Linked DNA regions of Mus musculus: all the other regions are linked to region 1. A link is a contact called in public Hi-C and HiChIP or PLAC-seq data. All regions are on one chromosome and are shown on one strand. Each heading gives the region's core, a stretch centred on a gene start, on an enhancer-like site or on the middle of the called end of the contact. The rest is flanking DNA. Distances are from core to core; before and after follow the strand shown.

What was found. Hi-C and Micro-C count contacts between places; a contact is called where the count stands out from the background. HiChIP or PLAC-seq counts read pairs in DNA pulled down with a chosen protein or histone mark.
Region 2: a Hi-C map of embryonic fibroblasts shows a contact between it and region 1, with 2.1 times the contacts expected there. The contact joins the enhancer-like site here to the promoter of Adamts5 in region 1. A contact is called at or near these places in 2 of 39 promoter capture datasets (both in the 3T3-L1 cell line), 6 of 484 Hi-C or Micro-C datasets (adipose-derived mesenchymal stem cells, dorsal root ganglion neurons, embryonic fibroblasts and 2 more), 4 of 115 datasets of contacts at active chromatin or transcription factors (fibro-adipogenic progenitors, heart atrium, neural progenitor cells and 1 more) and 1 of 9 other capture datasets (adipose tissue).
Region 3: an H3K27ac HiChIP or PLAC-seq map of the NIH/3T3 cell line shows a contact between it and region 1, with 4 times the contacts expected there. The contact joins the enhancer-like site here to the promoter of Adamts5 in region 1. A contact is called at or near these places in 1 of 39 promoter capture datasets (the 3T3-L1 cell line), 2 of 484 Hi-C or Micro-C datasets (embryonic fibroblasts and myocytes), 3 of 115 datasets of contacts at active chromatin or transcription factors (the NIH/3T3 cell line, embryonic limb bud and vascular smooth muscle cells) and 2 of 9 other capture datasets (adipose tissue and pancreatic islet).

Annotation. Positions count from the first base shown.
Region 1 is chr16:85,899,691-85,902,615 of GRCm38.p6, reverse strand. Adamts5 (a disintegrin-like and metallopeptidase (reprolysin type) with thrombospondin type 1 motif, 5 (aggrecanase-2)) reads left to right here and starts at 1,491. Exons shown (of 8, transcript NM_011782.2): 1 at 1,491-2,925. The coding sequence starts at 2,349. It overlaps Gm46558 (a long non-coding RNA gene), which reads right to left and starts at 2,816. Exons shown (of 3, transcript XR_001781962.2): 1 at 2,619-2,816; 2 at 1-1,785.
Region 2 is chr16:86,136,968-86,139,892 of GRCm38.p6, reverse strand. No RefSeq gene overlaps it. Among named protein-coding and RNA genes, the nearest start is that of Gm32357, 97 kb to the left of the region's middle. Within about 2 kb of position 1,497, at least 54 of the 459 cell types and tissues checked have an H3K27ac peak or open chromatin away from gene starts, as enhancers often do. A contact at or near this core is called in adipose tissue, adipose-derived mesenchymal stem cells, embryonic fibroblasts and 2 more, where this site is marked.
Region 3 is chr16:86,093,294-86,096,218 of GRCm38.p6, reverse strand. No RefSeq gene overlaps it. Among named protein-coding and RNA genes, the nearest start is that of Gm32357, 140 kb to the left of the region's middle. Within about 2 kb of position 1,533, at least 45 of the 459 cell types and tissues checked have an H3K27ac peak or open chromatin away from gene starts, as enhancers often do. A contact at or near this core is called in the NIH/3T3 cell line, embryonic fibroblasts and myocytes, where this site is marked.

The sequences.
Region 1 (2,925 bases), core at 242-2,741:
CATCTTGAGAATCGAAACACAAGTGCTTTCAGCAGCATCCTCCTTCTATGTCCCGATATATTTCAGGATCCATTCAGGCTCTCTCGGACTCCTCCACCCGTCCACCCCACACACACCTTGTTCTCTCTCAAATCCATGCCCTCTTTTACTTTAACTGTTGTTTGGCCTTCTCCAGTCTTGGCCCTCGTGGTACCTTCCGTGAGAATGTATCATCTGAAAAAGCTATGTAAGTGTGCCTGCTCTCCTCTGAAGGAGTGGAGTTAAAAGGGATGGAGATGTGTAAATTATCCCGGGGTGTGTGCAGAGACCAGTACTGGACCCTGGCACAGGTCAACTTGCTGTGAGAAAGTCACTAGGGTTTCCTTTCACCTTCTTAGAATTGATAATTAGAGGAAACAAAGGATGGAGGAACTGAGTAGCAGGGGCCATGCCACCTGCCTACTAATAACCACCAATCACCTCCCCTCAAGTATTCTTCCCTGGGATATGAGCTTTGAAAATGAGAGGGCTGACAGTGAGTGGCTGACTTATAAGAAGAGTAGCAAGTAAACAAACAAAGGAGTGTTTGCCAGAAAGTGTGAGCACAAATGTAAAAGTCTGGGGTGGGGGTGCAGATTCCCCTTCAAGAGTTAACTCTTTCCCACCCTGACATCCTACAGCTCAGAGTTCCAGTGGCTGGGATAAGTGACAGATTGTGGGCACTGACCAACTATGCCCTGGAAAAAAAGCTGGGAGTACCGCCATTTATACACAAAGCCAAGGACTTCCCAGGCCGCAGCCGGCCCTGTTGGGGTCACCGCAGTGCTGCATGCCCAGAGACGCGCCAGGAAGCACCGGTGGCTGCCTGGCTGCTCAGCTGATGGCCGGGAGAAGTTAGTCACCCCTAGCCCGAAGTCAGCAAGTGTTGGAACGTGAACAAGCTAGGAGATGAGGAGGCTGGAAATCAGCTACCGGGACCGACTGGAGAGAACCAGGGAAAAGAGAGAGGGACTTGGGGTTGCACAGGCGGCTGCCCTGACCAGTGAAGTTACCAGGTCTACAAGGCCAGAGCGCACTGGCCGGCAAAATGAAGCAAGAACTTCATATCCCGCTCAAGAACAGCAAGGGGAAGGAGGCAGAGAGAGACTTTAAAAACACACCAAAACACCCCTTCAGGAGATGAGGTAAGCCGAGGTTAGCCAACCCCGATTGGTTGTGAAATACCACACAGAACCGGAGTTGCTGTGGCTTTAAATGAGGCCAAGAGAATTTTCTTGTTTTCTGCCCAAATACTTTTTCTCTCTCAATCTCTTTCTCACCCTTACTCCCTCCTTTGTCCCTCCTTCCACCTTGCTAGGTTCTGGCCCCTTCCTCCTTCCCGGTCTGCCTTTCCTCGATCACCCTCCTCCTCTCGCTGCTCCCTCCCCCATCAGATTAGGCGCGGACCGGGAAGGGTGGGAGTGGTGGGGGAAGCTCTCCCTTTAAGAGGCAGCGTGCAGTGACGAATTGTTGAAATTGCCATTGCAGGATGGCACGCCGCTATAAATTCATTGTCCCACCTCCTCGCATCTTCACAGCGCCTGAGCCGCTCTCCGCGCCCGTAGCAGCCGACTGGGGATGATCCCGGGCGGGAGGACGCGGCAACGGAAGGGACCGGGACGCGCCGCCTCGCTGGCTCTCCGCAGGCCGCCTCCTAGCTTTTGATTTTAAACATTTTTAGGTGTTTCCTTTGCTTGCTTTCTTTCCTTTTCTTTTCTCCCGTCTCATTTCTCCCTGCCTTCGGGTTCCAGCGGAGCCGAGGAAGCCCTGAGAATAAGAAAGGAAGTGGGTCGGAGCTTGGAAGCTTTGCAGCCCGCCAGCCCCGGGCTTCGAGGGGGCGGGAGCGGACGCGCACCAGTTGCGGGCCAGCGCGGTCGCCCTTCTTACTCTCTTAGCTCGTTTGTTTTGATCTGTTTGTGCAAAGATCTTGTCTGCGTTGGGCCTCTCTCCTTTTTTGTATTTGGTTGCTCTCCACCTCTTGGCTTTTACTCCCACCAACACCACCCTTTATTTAATTTTTTTTCTTTTATTTTATTTAAAATTTTTCTTCCTCCGTCTCTTGGACCTCCATTCCAAACATTTTCCAAACCAACAAAGAAAAAGTTCTCACAGTGGCACCGGTGCCAGGCCAGGCTGGCTCTCTGCTGCGGATTCCCCCTACCCTTTCCTGGACACTTGACTCAACCTTGCACGCCAGTGTGTAGAGTGTGCGGCTGTGGGTGGGTGGGTGGGAGGGCGAGCCCCCCACCCCCGCCCCTGAAACTTCTATAGCAAATAGCAAGCATCCAGCTAGACTCAGTCGCGCAGCCCCTCCCGGCGGGCAGCGCACTATGCGGCTCGAGTGGGCGCCCTTGTTGCTGCTACTGCTGCTGCTGAGCGCGTCCTGCCTGTCCCTGGCCGCTGACAGCCCCGCCGCGGCACCTGCCCAGGATAAAACCAGGCAGCCTCAGGCTGCAGCAGCGGCCGCCGAGCCGGACCAGCCGCAGGGGGAGGAAACACGGGAGCGAGGCCATTTACAACCCTTGGCCGGGCAGCGCAGGAGCGGCGGGCTGGTCCAGAATATAGACCAACTCTACTCTGGCGGTGGCAAAGTGGGCTACCTTGTCTACGCGGGCGGCCGGAGGTTCCTGCTGGACCTGGAGAGAGATGACACAGTGGGTGCTGCTGGTAGCATCGTTACTGCAGGAGGAGGGCTGAGCGCATCCTCTGGCCACCGGGGTCACTGTTTCTACAGAGGCACCGTGGACGGCAGCCCTCGATCCCTAGCTGTCTTTGACCTCTGCGGGGGTCTCGATGGCTTCTTTGCAGTCAAGCATGCGCGCTACACTCTAAAGCCACTCCTGCGTGGGTCCTGGGCAGAGTATGAACGAATTTATGGGGATGGATCTTCCCGCATCCTGCATGTCT
Region 2 (2,925 bases), core at 248-2,747, 240 kb before region 1:
TTTCCAATGCTATCCCAAAAGTCCCCCACACCCTCTCCCCCCCCCCCACTCCCCTACCCACCCATTCCCATTTTTTGGCCCTGGCATTCCCCTGTACTGGGGCATATAAAGTTTGCCTGACCAATGAACTATAGAAGCATGATTGGCTTAAAGCTAACCTGAAAAAGCTACAATTTACTGGATCTTTTTATTTATAGAAGACTCTGTGACTCTCGTCCTCTCTCAAGGAGTATGGACACCTGCCTCACAGGAAGAAGTGGGACCAGAGTAAGTCTTGTCAGTGTTGTCTGTCACAGAAGTCATCCGGTTACTTACAGCCTCCACACACTCCATGGACCTTTGAAGTGTCTTTCCTTTGTAATCGATTCTTCTAGAAGACCTGCTCAAAGCTGTATGTCCTACAGAAAAGGGATAATGCCACTCTCCCCAATAGAGCTTATGAGTACAGAATCTTATGGAAGTGTGGACTGTTATTACATCAACCAACCCTGAGAGGTCTATGAGCAGTTTCTTCAGGATGCGACTATTTGAATGAAGCAAACAGTCTCAGCAAACGATATTAAGTTCTCAATAAAATGACTGAAAGGTGAAAGAGGTTGTCTAGTTTTTACCTAAGAAGGCAGCGATATGTCAGATGGGCATTGCTTTGAAGGTTGTTGGTACATGGTCTTCTTTAATATTCTTTCCTCTTGATATCTAGGCAATATTAACCCTTTATCCAGGGATAATTGTTTTCCTGGTATGTTACATGACATGTAAGATAGCTTCAAAGAGATAAAGTTGCAACGCGTGCAGTAATATTTATGACTCATAATCTTGCATTGTTTTCTCAATACTCTTTGCTTGAATTCATCCTGGTCTAGAGTTCCTTAGCTCTTAACTGGCCTCTATATTCAATTGAAAAGAAAAAAAGGCCATGAATTTGACAGCAAGTAAAGGGGTGCATGGAAGGAGTTAGAAGGGAGAATTTGTAATTAAAATTTCAAAAATATATACTTAAAAATTAACCACAGCCATCAACCAGGAAAGACATAATCTATCCACGAGTACAAAAGTACATGTGGCTAGATAATAGATAATAAACATAGCTATTTATAAAGACAAAATAATTGAGTAATATTTTTAAATGAGCAGATAAAACTATATATTCGTAAGTAACCAGCATATTACATTTTTACCTTCAGATGCTTCATATCATTTTTAGATAAAAGCCAAAGACAGTACTGAAACCTGTATATCAAACTTCCAAACACTGGCTCCTTGAGTCATTTGAAACAAATTTTGGCAGGATTTTAATTTTGTTTGGTTTATTCTCTTTGATGTTCATGTCCTTCTACAAAGCATTTTATTTTATTTTTCTTTATTTTCTTTGTTTAGATTTCCAACTTTATCCCCCTTCCTAGTTTCCCCTTTACAAACTCCCTATCCTCTCCCGCTTCCCTCTGCTTCTATGAGAGTGCTTCAGCACTCAGCCACCACCCCTGCCTCAGTGCCCTAGCATTCCACTCTGTTGGATCATCCAGTGACCAAGCCAGCTGAGTCAGTCAGCAGAGTCTCAGGCGAGGGAGTGAGGATTGAAAAGGAAAAAAAAACAGTTACACAAAATGATAGCCTGACTCCAGCCAGGGCTGAGGCTGAAGCAGCCTTCTTTCCCTCCAGCCTGCTTTTAATATCATTCTAGGTCCATCCAGAACACGGTCAGTTCTTAGATCAAAGACAAAGTGATGAAACAAAGTAGTAAACAAGGATATCACACAAGATAGTAACTAAGTAAAGTAGTAAGCAAAAGGATCACACAAGCAAAGTAGCAAACAAAGCCCCACAATCATTGTTTCTCATATTCTTATATGAGCCTACTTCCTTGTCTGAGCCCAGTGACAAATGTCAAATTCCTAGAAGTGGCACCAAAAGCTCTCAACAAATCAAGCCTACACACGACCCAGGGGCTCCCCTACCATCGATGCCAGACAAGTCAATTCTGCTACACATGCAGCTGGAGCCATGGGTACCTCCATGGGTACTCTGGATGCTTTGGGAAATCTGAGTTGATTGATATTGTTATTCTTCCTATGGGATCGTGTATGGGAATATGTTGAATGTAAGTTAGAGTTTTCTATCTGAAAAACGTTAAACTTTTTTTTAGTTGAATACAATATATCTTGACCATAGTTCCTCCTCCTCCCACTGTTCCCAGCCCCCACTCACTTCTCCTCTGTCCCAGATCCACTTGTCCTCTGGTTCTCTTCAGAAAAAGAGCAGCCTTCAAAGGACAGCAACAAACCAACAAACAGGACAAAACAAGATACAATAATTTTTGACATAAAAACACATATCTTGAATTGCAACTCAAATTGTTGGGATAAAATGTCCAAAATGATTAGTTATTCATTGCTCACAGAGCTCCTCCCCATTTCCCCTTTGAAGAAGAGCTAAGGTTCAGCCGTCTTCTTTTTTCTGGATATTTTCCTGGAACATCACTTTCTGACATCTCCCAGTCATGTCTAACTATTCATTTAAATAGGCCAAGCTTCTGTCTTATCCCTAAAAGATGGGTTCATTTACAAACAGAATGGCAAAAGCCTCAACATTTATCTCACAAAATTAGGGCAGGGTAAGTTAAGAATGAGATTAATTTGTTGTTTCATGAATAAACTAGCAACATCTATAAGATTAAATAATTCAAGGAATTGCCAAAGCTCGGTGACTTATTAGCTTCCTGAAATGTAGCAGCAATTTGTCACAGGATAAATAGCAGAAAACAGCATAAATATATTTGTCCACAGTTCTGGAGAGGAAAAGTATAACAGCGCAAACCTTGGTGGAGGCCTGAATCTTCTAGGATTGCTTCTTTCTGCATCAGGTACTGCTGACAGTTTGTGGCTTGAAGAGAATCACAGGTTCTGCTTTGTTTACAAATCTCCACCT
Region 3 (2,925 bases), core at 284-2,783, 190 kb before region 1:
GTTAGTAGGGAGGAGTAACCAAAAGGAGATATGGCCTGCATCTGAGCATAGTGTGGCAGTTTTCAGATACAGAGACGACTGAATTAGAAGCAGTGTACATGACCTTGCCTTGCTTGTACCTGCTGAGTGAGTGCATGATATTTGTGCTGCCCTGATCCTTAACTGACTCTGGACTCCATCTCATTCTGTTTTCCAATGTAGATAGACTTCATACCAGTGGTTCCAGAAATACTTCTCAATTCAATACCAGATTTGGGTTTGTGACAATTGAAGTGTTCAAAATTTTAGACTGAGCCACTATTGAATTCTCTCCTCATCCAGAGATCAGACTGATATTATTGAAATATACAGCTACTACCATATAAGTCAACTTAAAATAAATCCCTTTTCATAATGCCCTCTCTCTCTCTCTCTCTCTCTCTCTCTCTCTCTCTCTCTCTCTCTCTCTCTCTGTTAGACATACACACGCATATATACACACACTCATTCATAAACATTCATACTGCATCATGAGTGTGAAGACAGAGGACAACTTAAGGAATTTAATTTTCACTTTCAATGATTTAAGCCCTAGAATCTGAACACAAGTCATCAGGTTTGGCAATAAGGGCACTGAGCCATTTTTCCAGCCCCATGACTTCTTTGTAAAGCAAAAATATTGAAAATGATCTAAGCAAATTTTATTTTTGTAAGATCATTCACCAAAATCAAAGAAAATAAGTAGATAATGATAAGAATTAATAAAAGATAAAATAGGCATAATGCTGTATTGCCCTTTTGAAATATATGGGAGTAATACAATTATAAACAAAAATAAAGACTTTCATCCTGTAGGCTACCAGTATTTGTTCCATAGATATGGTAACCAGAAGCACAAAAATCGTTGTAATATACAGATACAAAGCTAAAAAACAAAGTCAAACAAATGTCATACATTTGGGAATTTTTGGCAAACATATCATGCCTGTATTTACGTAAAAGAATGAGATCACTTAGAGAAAAGGATTAAAGGAATAAATGGAAAAAACTGAACTTGTATATTCAACATTGAATAGCTGGGTAATAGCAAAACACACTGAATACTAGAATATTTTTACACATTTAGTGATCTCTGAAAAAAATGGAGGATTCTATTGAAAGAGATAGAAATAAAACAAAACAAAACAAAATATAATTTAAATGTCAAAAATTCACTAAAAGACAGTGCTTCAAAAAGATGGGATAAATGGAGATTTATTTATTTGAGGCGCCTTTACTCCTATAGCTTCAATTTCTCTCTGAGGTACAATGAAATTGATATCCCAGAAAAATATATTTCCTCAGCAACATTCTCTCATTGAGGGAATCAAAGAAGCTTCAGAATGCTAATGAAACTTACAAGACCCAGGAAACTTAGGAAGTCCCACATTCCCAAAGCACCGCCCATTGGCTATAAATGTAGTAGCTATCTCTGGAAGGGAGAGACTGGATAGGAAACTCCAGAGATGTAGCTTCAATGACTCATCACCATGCTGACCTGGGCTTTTCAGGAATGCAGTGGACCTTGAGTCACTTATGCTTTTGTAAGTAACCCCACACCCACATTCTTGCCAGTAAGCCCAGTAAACTCACTGGATCATCAATTTAGCCTTTACTGGAATCATTTCCTTGACCTATTGTCAGTGTTCTGTGTGCAGTGAATAGACCGTTGTTTGTCTCTCCTGGGCAAGTCACAGAGCAGGGGCAAACAGAGAAAGACAGCAGAGTTTCTCATAATGTCATTGTAGGCTGGGTGGGATACTGAATTTAGAGCTCTAGGACTCATAGCCTGACATGGTAGCACATGTCTGTAATGACATCACTGGGAGATAGTGACAGCTAGGTCTATGGAGTTCATTGACTATAAATTTAGCTGAATTCGTGAGATTCAGTTTCAGTAAGAAATTGTGATATATATGTGTGTGTGTGTGTGTGTGTGTGTGTGTGTGTGTGTGTGTGTGTGTGTGTGTGTGTATGTATGTTAAGGAAAATATCCCAAAGTGTCAATCTCATATTTTACTAACATGTACACACACACACACACACACACACACACACACATGCAGGCACACACAATACATACTCATGCAAACAAACAAATATTTGTTTGCAACACATACATAAACAACCCCCCAATACCTATGATTTGTCATTTCTGAACAGCAAAATTAATGGGAACTAATTGCTTCCCTGAATGAAATGTCAGCAGTTGTATTATACTAAGCTGCTCTGCATAACCTTAAATACACTGAAGTCAGACAACCACAGAAGAAAAAGGAAATAAATGAATTATTTTATCCAGAGCTTTTCTAAAATGCCTTAGAAATCACTCCAAAAATATAACTTTCAACTCAAGTCCTTGGGTCACTCACCTTTCTTTGTTCTCTTGTGAGAATCTTTGTTTCCTTTCTATAGTGTGACATTCACTCTGCCCAAAGTGACAAATTCCAACTTGTCTCTAAGGTAGTCCCTGAGGGTAGCATGGACAGAATAGAACTGTGGAGCACTATGCTCATCTTCTCTACAAAGGAGGCGTCCTTCCTTTAGCCTCTCTGTCTGATCACAGCAAGAAAGATTGAGTGTCCTTTTTCTTGTTCCTGGGTTTTGTTTTGTTTTGTTTTTTCTTTCTTTCTTTTTTTTTCTTTTGGATTCATCATTAATACAGAAGAGAGGTCAAGAGGGAACATGCCATGTTTTGAATGTCTACCCTGAAGTAGAGATGGTTTTTGTCTGACTGAAACAAAATTCCATCCTGTTAATTGCCTTCAGCTCTTTCTCAGTCCTGTACATTATTTTATAAAAAGTTCATAGCTACTACTCTGAAATTTTACCAAAATAATAAATCACAGTGACTCAGCAGTGTCTATTTATAAAGAAGCCCTACAGAACTGAGGTTCATATAGTAAG